Linked DNA regions of Mus musculus: all the other regions are linked to region 2. Evidence: chromatin contacts called from public Hi-C data. All regions are on one chromosome and are shown on one strand. The core of a region is the stretch at or near the end of the contact, and the rest is flanking DNA. Distances in the headings are between cores, read along the strand shown.

Region 1 (2,700 bases), core at 98-2,597, 190 kb after region 2:
CAACAAATAATATACTGTCATATATATTACATATTACATACTACACATTATACATTACAGATTTCATATTACATAATATGTTACATATTATATGTTATATATTAGATATATAATTATTATAGTATTATATATTATTGTTTTACATATAATATAAATATGACAGCATATTATTTGTTAGGCTGCTCTAAGCCTTCTTTTCTAGAACCATGAACATAATTTGCAAAATGTCTGCTCTAGATAGTTCTCCCTTTGATCAGTTAACCAGTTTTCCTCAGGATTAAACCCACAACCTATTCTTTGGGGCACCCAGGTCTGGCCAACTGAGAGAAAACACAAGGGCAGACGCTAGAGTTTTCTTGGTTCCAAGCATCTTGCATGAGGCAGGGACCCCAGAAGAGCAGTGATGCACCTGTTCTTGTCTGCTACTACTGGTGGGATGAACACCATGGCCAATAGTAAACTGAGGAGGAAAGAGTTTCCATCCATCACCTTACAGTTTGTAGTCCGCCATGAAGGGATGCCATGGCAGGAACTGAAGCAGCAACCATGCAGGAATCCTGGCTTATTCCTCCCGGTTTTCTCAGCCTGCTTTCTTATATAACCCAGGGCCGCCTGCTCGAGGATAGGAAGACTCGAAATGGACAGAGCTTTCTCACATTCAGTAGCAGTCCAAAAACAGAAAGAAAATGTACCACAGACTAATCTGATGGAGGCACTTTCCCAAAGAAAGTTCCCTCTTCCAAATGACCCTGAATGATGTCGCGTTGACAAAAATTAACCAGTACAGCATCCAAAGGGAAGAGAGAGTTAAAAGGCCCTTTTTCCTCCAATGAGGTCCTCAGCGCTTCACCTTGAGATGCTGTGCTGGATATTTTCATGGTAGCTTGACCCAAGCTTACGTCATTTGAAAGGAGGGATTCACAGTTAAGAATATATAAATATATGTAATTCTATTTATAAAATAAATATTTTAAAAATGTATTGGAGGCTTTAAGAAATAATGCCTCTCCTCTCCAAACACACTCACGCACCCCAGGAAATCCTGAGAAGTCCGTGTAAACCTTCAGAAAGAGATAGAAGAAGGTGTTTGTTAACCTGGCATCAACAGAGCCAGGCAGAACCCCAGTGGGAGCCAGGGGAGGGAGCCAGCTCTTCAAGGCTGCCAAGGCTGTTGCCCCTTCACATTCCCCCCACGCAGAAAGTTCCAGGCACAGATCCTGGTGTTTGCCTTCCCTGCAGGGAAAATGCCTGTGGAACGTTTTCTTGAGAAACAAGTCCCCTGCTCGAATGTGCAATGCGATGCCAGTACAGAATGTGGGGAATGCCGGTCACCTTCCAGGCTGCAGCAGGAAGCCTGGAATTCTAGCCTAGTGCCTGTCTGTTCTCTGCTGTGTGGTGGGAGGTAGCACCTGCCAGCTTCACTCCGTCCTGTGGATCCAAAGTGGAGCCCCGAGGTCCGTGGGACACGTAAACAAACAAAGCTGAAGGTCCGGTTCTGAGTTGTAGAGGACTGGGGTTTTTTTTAAGCCCATTTCAAAGTGAAATTCACTAAGGTGAAACCCAGATGAAGTGCCAAAGGAAAAGGAACACCCAGGAGAGGGACAACATTGGCACAACAGAACCTAGAATCCTCCTATGCCCTCACTGTCCCCCGACTCCCAGTCTCTGTGATCCCAGCGGCCACTTAGCTCCTCAGCAGTTTGTAAAAAATGAGGAGAGTGTTCATTGTTGCTATCTAGAGGTAGCCATCATGAACTCTGGTCCCCCACCCCCACCCCTACCCCAATCTGTAACTATGGAACCAATGAGGCCTTAGCAGCCATGGCAGGTTCTCTGGGTGGGCAGGGGATGGCATTCATTTGTCTCAATGGTATCGAAGTTTCGGATGCCTCTCTAAGATCACGTTTTTTTGGAGGACACCAGGTCTTCAAACTTAAAGCCTTGCCCAAGGTGTTGGTAGCCCTGTGTGAAATTGAAAGATGCCCCTCCCTGCCCATATCTGCCCATCTAGTTCAGAGATGAAGACAAGAAGAGCTGGAGCCTCAGGTGCATCAACTTAGCCCGGGGACGGATAGGTCACCATCTAAAGTCTGCGTGTTGGCAAATAATGAATGTGACTACTGGTCAGAGCAGAGTTCTAGCCACAGGTCCAGCCCAGGGCTCAAAACTCAACATGGCTTTCCCTTTCAAAGACTTTCCTTGTGCCCTTTTATAAATAACATCTAGACAAATGAAGGCAGCAGCCCTAAGCAATAACCGCTACCCCTCTGTAGTTCCTTTCCACCAGAGTCTATTCATAGAAATCACTACATTAGAACTACATTAGAGTTCTCCAAGCTGAGGAAATAGAAAACCACACACACACACACACACACACACACACACACACACACACGGAGCTTTGCTCTGCACTGACTTTCACTATCACATTGTTAAGTGGCCATGAAAACAGAGGACCCAGTGATATTAGACAGTTGGGGCATGGCTTGATCTTTGAGGACATGGTGACCATTTACCCTGCCAGGAACATGAGAGGCAGGGCTAGGACACTTGCCTTGGCTGCAGTACAAGGCAAACCTAAGCTAGGAAGGGCAACGGCTTCAAGGACACAGGGACCCTCCTTCATTGAATATAAAGGAATAAAATTGCTTCCCACAACACTGAGGCTTGATGATAAGACATCAGAAGGAGATTATCCAT
Region 2 (2,700 bases), core at 93-2,592:
GGGTGAGATCCCCTCTTAAATCTTTCCCCTCCCTCCTATCCCCCTAGTCCCTCCCCCCATTACCCCTCTCCTACCCACTTCAGTAAAGGGAAGACTTCCCATGGATACCAAACAACCATGGCATACCATAAAAGACTAGACACCTCCCCTTGTATTGAGGCTGAACCCAGTCTGAGTAAAAGGTCCCTAAATCAGGCAAAAGAGTCAGAGACAGCCCCTAATCCCACTGCTAGGAGTCCCACAAGAAGACCAAGCTACACAACTGTAACATGTGTGCAGAGGACCTGGGTCAGTCCCATGCAAGCTCCCCAGTTCAGACTCTGTGAGGCCCTATGAGACCAGGTTGGTTGATTCTGTAGGCTTCCTTGTGCTGCCCTTGACCCTCTGGCTCCTACAATCGTCCCTCACTTCCTCCACAGAATCCCCTGAGTTCTGTGTCTGCATACTGCTTTAGGCAATTTGAGCACATAAAATTTTTCTTCTTCCCTCAATTTCTATCCTTATTTTTTCCTGTCTTTTCCTTTCTGTCACTCTCTACCCCATTAGACCACAAACCTTGGACACCATATGTAGCTCCCTCGCCATCTTTATAATCCCCACCCCTTAACTGAGTGCTGGACATAGAGTAATGCCCCAAATGTGAGGGAGACTGGCAGATGCAAGAACAAAAGAAACAGAATTGTGGGAAAACATAGATAGAAGGCAGAAAGGGAGGCACTGGAACAAAGACATTCAAAGAGAGATTGAGCTTAGGGAGAGAAGGTCTGGGGGAGGATTAAGAAAAACAAGAAAGTAAAAGGGGAGACTTGTGGAGGTGTTAATGAATGGTAAAGAGGCTGGGAATGTTGGTAGGACAAAGGACACAACCACAGACACAACCAGAGACAGTAGCAAATGGAAATGATTGAGAAGCACAAGTGTGGGCTCTGGAAAACTCTGTCTAGAATCCATAACCCATGGTCTTAGTGCTAGTTGCAGTACAAGAGAGAGAGAGAGAGAGAGAGAGAGAGAGAGAGAGAGAGAGAGAGAGAGATACCAGTGGAAGCATTCAGCTTCAACTGTGTCATGAACAAACGACATATCGGTTATTAATAGCATTCCTTGGTCCTTCTTGTCTTGATGTTTAAATAAAGGAGAGATGAGCTTAAACAGATTCGCTTTTAATTGTGATCTCTAAATCACGCTGTTTACTTGCCTATTGCCTGTTGTGGGGCTTTTAGAGATAATTTAAGCCTTAAAGTTTGCATCATGAGGCACTTTTTTTTTTCTGTAGGCACGCCATAAATCTGCAAGATGAGCTGTGATTCATTCCTGTAGGTGTTAGTATGTGATTATGTAAGCCCTGCCAATAAGGGGGAAAAATTACTAGAAATGTGGCAGAGAATAAATACAGGCAGAAATAGCTATGGAAGTGTTGCTTCATAATAAAAGAGGAGCTGTGTGTAAAGAAGTCCTTTATAGCAGTAATTTATAGCACTTTCTCAGACGATCGCCTATCTAATAATTGTGGGCCAAATCAGAAAGCAATAAGACAAAGCACAGCCCTCTAAACGAAAATAACTAATCAGAGGTTCTCCTCTTCACACTGGTTTCTCACAATGAGTTGGGTTATGTCTCCACAAAGACACAGCCCCGCGAGCAAGGAGGCCCACGCTTCACAGAAGCACGCCAGCATCTGCCAGCATGTATCCATAGTATGCAGGGAAAGTCCTCGTGGCTGAGACTAAGTGAGCCTTTGTTTAGCATTTAGCGCTGTAGCACATGCAAATGGGCTTCATGCTCCTTTGCAGGTCTTTGCTGGAATTCTCTGGAAGGCTCTGTACAGTTCCTAGCACTCAGCCACTCTCCAGTCATGGTGACTTTTATGTAACTGAGAACAGATTGATCTCAGAATGGAAGGAAAGGGATTTTTGTGCCTCCGAGAGAAATTAAACCTTGCTCTTGCTGACACTGAATGCGTCCTGTGTACTAAAAATGCTTGGTTTGTTCATTAGTTACTCTTTTTGATATCTGACATGAAACAACTTAAGGGAAAAGGATGTATTCTGGTTCCTTTTTGTGGTTTGAGTAGACAGTCTGTCCCAGCAGAACAACACATTGAGAGCATGGAGGCTCATGGCTGTGTCAGCAGGGTTGTGAGTGAAGCTTTCTTATGTTTCTGAGACTCTAGAAACAAGAAGACTAGGCTGGAAGCAGATGTAACTTTAAGACAAGCCTCTCTACCCCTACGGGTCTACTCCCTCTCTCTAGGTCCCACCTCCTTAAGACTTCACAATCTCTCAAAACAGTGTCACTAGCTATGGACCAAGTTTTCAGACAGATGAGTCTGTGAGGGACATTTTACATTGCAAAGCCCAAAGGCTGGCTGAATTAATGATTGAAAAAGAAAGTCCAAATGGTATATTTCTTAGATTAGCATTATGAACTAACTCTAGGACATCTAGTAACTCCTAAACATGTATCCAGGCATGTTTGTATCTTACAGATGCAAATTTTAATGCTTGGATTAGATACTCTATGGCCCCAAATGAAATTAAGGAAATAAAGAAATGCTGCTATAGAATAATCTTAGCCTAAGTGATGCTTTTCTCAAAAAAAAAAAAATCAGTGAAGAAAATGTTTTTCATATGATTAAAATATGTATGAAAATCTTTGCACCTTGGGCAAGTATCACCTTTCATACAACCCAAGAACTAATGA
Region 3 (2,700 bases), core at 130-2,629, 170 kb after region 2:
ACACATATATGAAATAAAATAAATGAATCTTTAAATTAAATTAAAATTACTTAGAGTATTTCTTTGTGGTATTCATCATGAATTATTCTTCCCAGCCTTCCTTCTGACCTTTTTACTTTGTAAGGTTTTTTTTTTCTTCTCTGAGAGATTTAGCTTTCTCATTGCTCAATTATTTTCATGTCTCCTTCATGGTTTCCCTTATGGATAATACTGTCAGGCTCTTACCACCCATGATTATAAGAACAGTTGTCCATATTTTTCTTCTACAGGTTTTTAAGCTTCTCTTCTCCACTTAACTTGTTGCTTTATGCTGTATTGATTTTGGTATCAGAAGTGAAACCAGCATCCCATGGACCCAGATTCTCCATCCTGATTCACAATCATTGTCACATATAATCACTGTGACCATATTTCCACCTTAATGAACATATTTACATATTCCTTTATACTGGTTCCATAATTTATCTAGTTACTCTTGTATTATTGGGCAATTAGGGTGTTTGCAATTACATCAAACTACACCATGATTACCATAACAGAAGCTGAACTCTCATTCCTAACTTTATGTTTGTATGTGTGTTTGGGAGGTACAAAAGTGCCATCTCACATGTGGGAAGGTCAGAACAACTTGGGGAAGCTGGTGCTCTCCTTCCATCATGTGGGTTCCAAGAATCAAGCCCAAGTCATGTGGTTGGACAGCAATATCATTACCTACTGAGCCAACTCAGTGGCCCTTAAATGATGCTCCTAATAAACATGCTACTGCCTGGCACGGTGGTTCAGTGTTCAATCCCAGTATCCTGGAGACAGAGGCAGACTGATCTGGGCAGCTCTGAGCCAGGCTAGCTATGGTTATAGTGTGTGTGTGTGTGTGTGTGTGTGTGTGTGTGTGTGTGTGTGTGAGAGAGAGAGAGAGACAGAGACAGAGACAGAGACAGAGACAGAGACAGAGAGAGAGAGAGAGAGAGAGAGAGAGAGAGAGAACCACACTTTGTGCTTTCTCTAAATCCAGACCTTGCCCAGTCATTCCATTACTGTGAATTATATCCTCCCTCACCCTCTTGCTCAAACTGAATCCTTAGAAGTAATTCTTGAGTCTTCACTTTTCCTCAGCTTCACCCAGCCCACCACACAAGTGCCATCAGCTCTCTGGCTCGCTTACATCCCACTCCTGCAGTCCCCCTTTTCAAGGCACTGTCCCTCTCAGATGTCAACTGTAGCAGGCCCTCTGTCCCATCCCACAGGCATCTGTCTTCAGACAGTAGAGTGTCATTCTAGGATATACATCACAGCAAGTCACCTCCCTCCTTAGACCCCCTGATAGCTTCAAGCCCTCATCAAGTCCTAGAAGGGTTGTCAGCTGGGCCCGCCCACCTCTCTGACTCATATTCTGTCATGCATTCCTTCCGAGACCAGTTGCCAGGCACTGACCTCATTTCTAGTCCTTAAGTGGGCCAAGCTGGTTCCTAATTTAGTCCCGGATCCCTCACACTTGGCATTGGAGCAGGATAATTCCTTGAAGTGGGGACTGGCCTGCTCACCATAAAATGATGAACAGAATCCCTGCCCTCCATGCCTTAGATGCCATTAGGACCTCTCCAGCTATAAGAATAGAAAAATGTCTCATGGTCTGAGAGTGCAGCTCAGTAGACGAACACTTGTATAACATGCACAGGCCCTGGGTTCAAGCCTATGGATCAAACACTTACATAAAAAGAACCTTAAAACAATGCCAGATATCCACTGGGGAACAAAATCACACCAAACAAAAACCACTGAGTTAGGGCTTTGGCATAAGATCTTCCCTCTGAGGCATGTAGTTTGCAGGGATAGCTTAGCAACCAATAACCCCACATACATCAGTCTAAGCAAAGCAACTGGCCATTCTGCCCTAAGAGCTCCGCAACAACTACCCACTTGTAGTTAGTTCAAAGTCAAACATCCTGAAACTAGAAGGAAATGAGTAGAGCCAACCAGAACCAGCTCTAGATGAACAGGGTGCTCAGAGTGAATTTTTAAGAGGAAATTCCCAATTACTATCTTAGATCTGTGCATGACTAGGCATGTATGTCATTAAAACTGTGGATCATGGGGCTGGAGAGATGGCTCAGTAGTGAAGAGCACTGGCTGCTCTTACAAAAGACTTGTTAGATTCCCAGCACCTACACACCACGGGATTCACAACTAACTGGAACTCCATCCAATCCCAGAGGATCTGATGCCCCCACCTGACCTCCATGGACATCAGCCAAATACTTAAATGCACTAACTTTTTTTTTTTTAATTATGAGATTAAAGCCCCATCCCCAAGCTGAACGGTGATGGTGCATGCTTTTAATCCCAGCACATGGAAGGCAGAGGCAGGCGGATTTCTGAGTTCGAGGCCAGCCTGGTCTACAGAGTGAGTTCCAAGACAGCCAGAGCTATAAAGAGAAACCCTGTCTTGGAAAACCAAATAATAATAATAATAATAGTTAATTAATACCCATGCCCCATGCCTGTACAGAAGATCCAAGATTCTGTCTGCCAATAGTTTACTGGCAAAAGCTCACAAACAAGCTGCCCCTACCAACCAACCCTGCCTTCTTCAGGAGGCTTACAGGGAAGTTGCCCAGGTGAGAGAGGAATTCTGAGCAGCCTTGTTTGAGCCCACTCCTCCTTTGCTTCACACCCACTCCATGCATTCACTTTGCTTCTGAG

Evidence for each region. Hi-C and Micro-C count contacts between places; a contact is called where the count stands out from the background.
Region 1: a contact with region 2 is called in a Hi-C map of cerebral cortex, with 2.1 times the contacts expected there. The contact joins two enhancer-like sites. A contact is called at or near these places in 1 of 15 datasets of contacts at CTCF or cohesin (the NIH/3T3 cell line) and 3 of 484 Hi-C or Micro-C datasets (the 3T3-L1 cell line, cerebral cortex and embryonic stem cells).
Region 3: a contact with region 2 is called in a Hi-C map of cerebral cortex, with 1.9 times the contacts expected there. The contact joins two enhancer-like sites. A contact is called at or near these places in 1 of 15 datasets of contacts at CTCF or cohesin (the NIH/3T3 cell line), 1 of 484 Hi-C or Micro-C datasets (cerebral cortex) and 1 of 115 datasets of contacts at active chromatin or transcription factors (pancreatic cancer cells).

What each region holds. Positions count from the first base shown.
Region 1 is chr6:35,403,823-35,406,522 of GRCm38.p6, reverse strand. No RefSeq gene overlaps it. Among named protein-coding and RNA genes, the nearest start is that of Gm38789, 7.6 kb to the left of the region's middle. Within about 2 kb of position 1,347, at least 8 of the 459 cell types and tissues checked have an H3K27ac peak or open chromatin away from gene starts, as enhancers often do. A contact at or near this core is called in cerebral cortex, where this site is marked.
Region 2 is chr6:35,597,618-35,600,317 of GRCm38.p6, reverse strand. No RefSeq gene overlaps it. Among named protein-coding and RNA genes, the nearest start is that of Mtpn, 59 kb to the right of the region's middle. Within about 2 kb of position 1,342, at least 25 of the 459 cell types and tissues checked have an H3K27ac peak or open chromatin away from gene starts, as enhancers often do. A contact at or near this core is called in cerebral cortex, where this site is marked.
Region 3 is chr6:35,425,205-35,427,904 of GRCm38.p6, reverse strand. No RefSeq gene overlaps it. Among named protein-coding and RNA genes, the nearest start is that of Gm38789, 14 kb to the right of the region's middle. Within about 2 kb of position 1,379, at least 73 of the 459 cell types and tissues checked have an H3K27ac peak or open chromatin away from gene starts, as enhancers often do. A contact at or near this core is called in cerebral cortex, where this site is marked.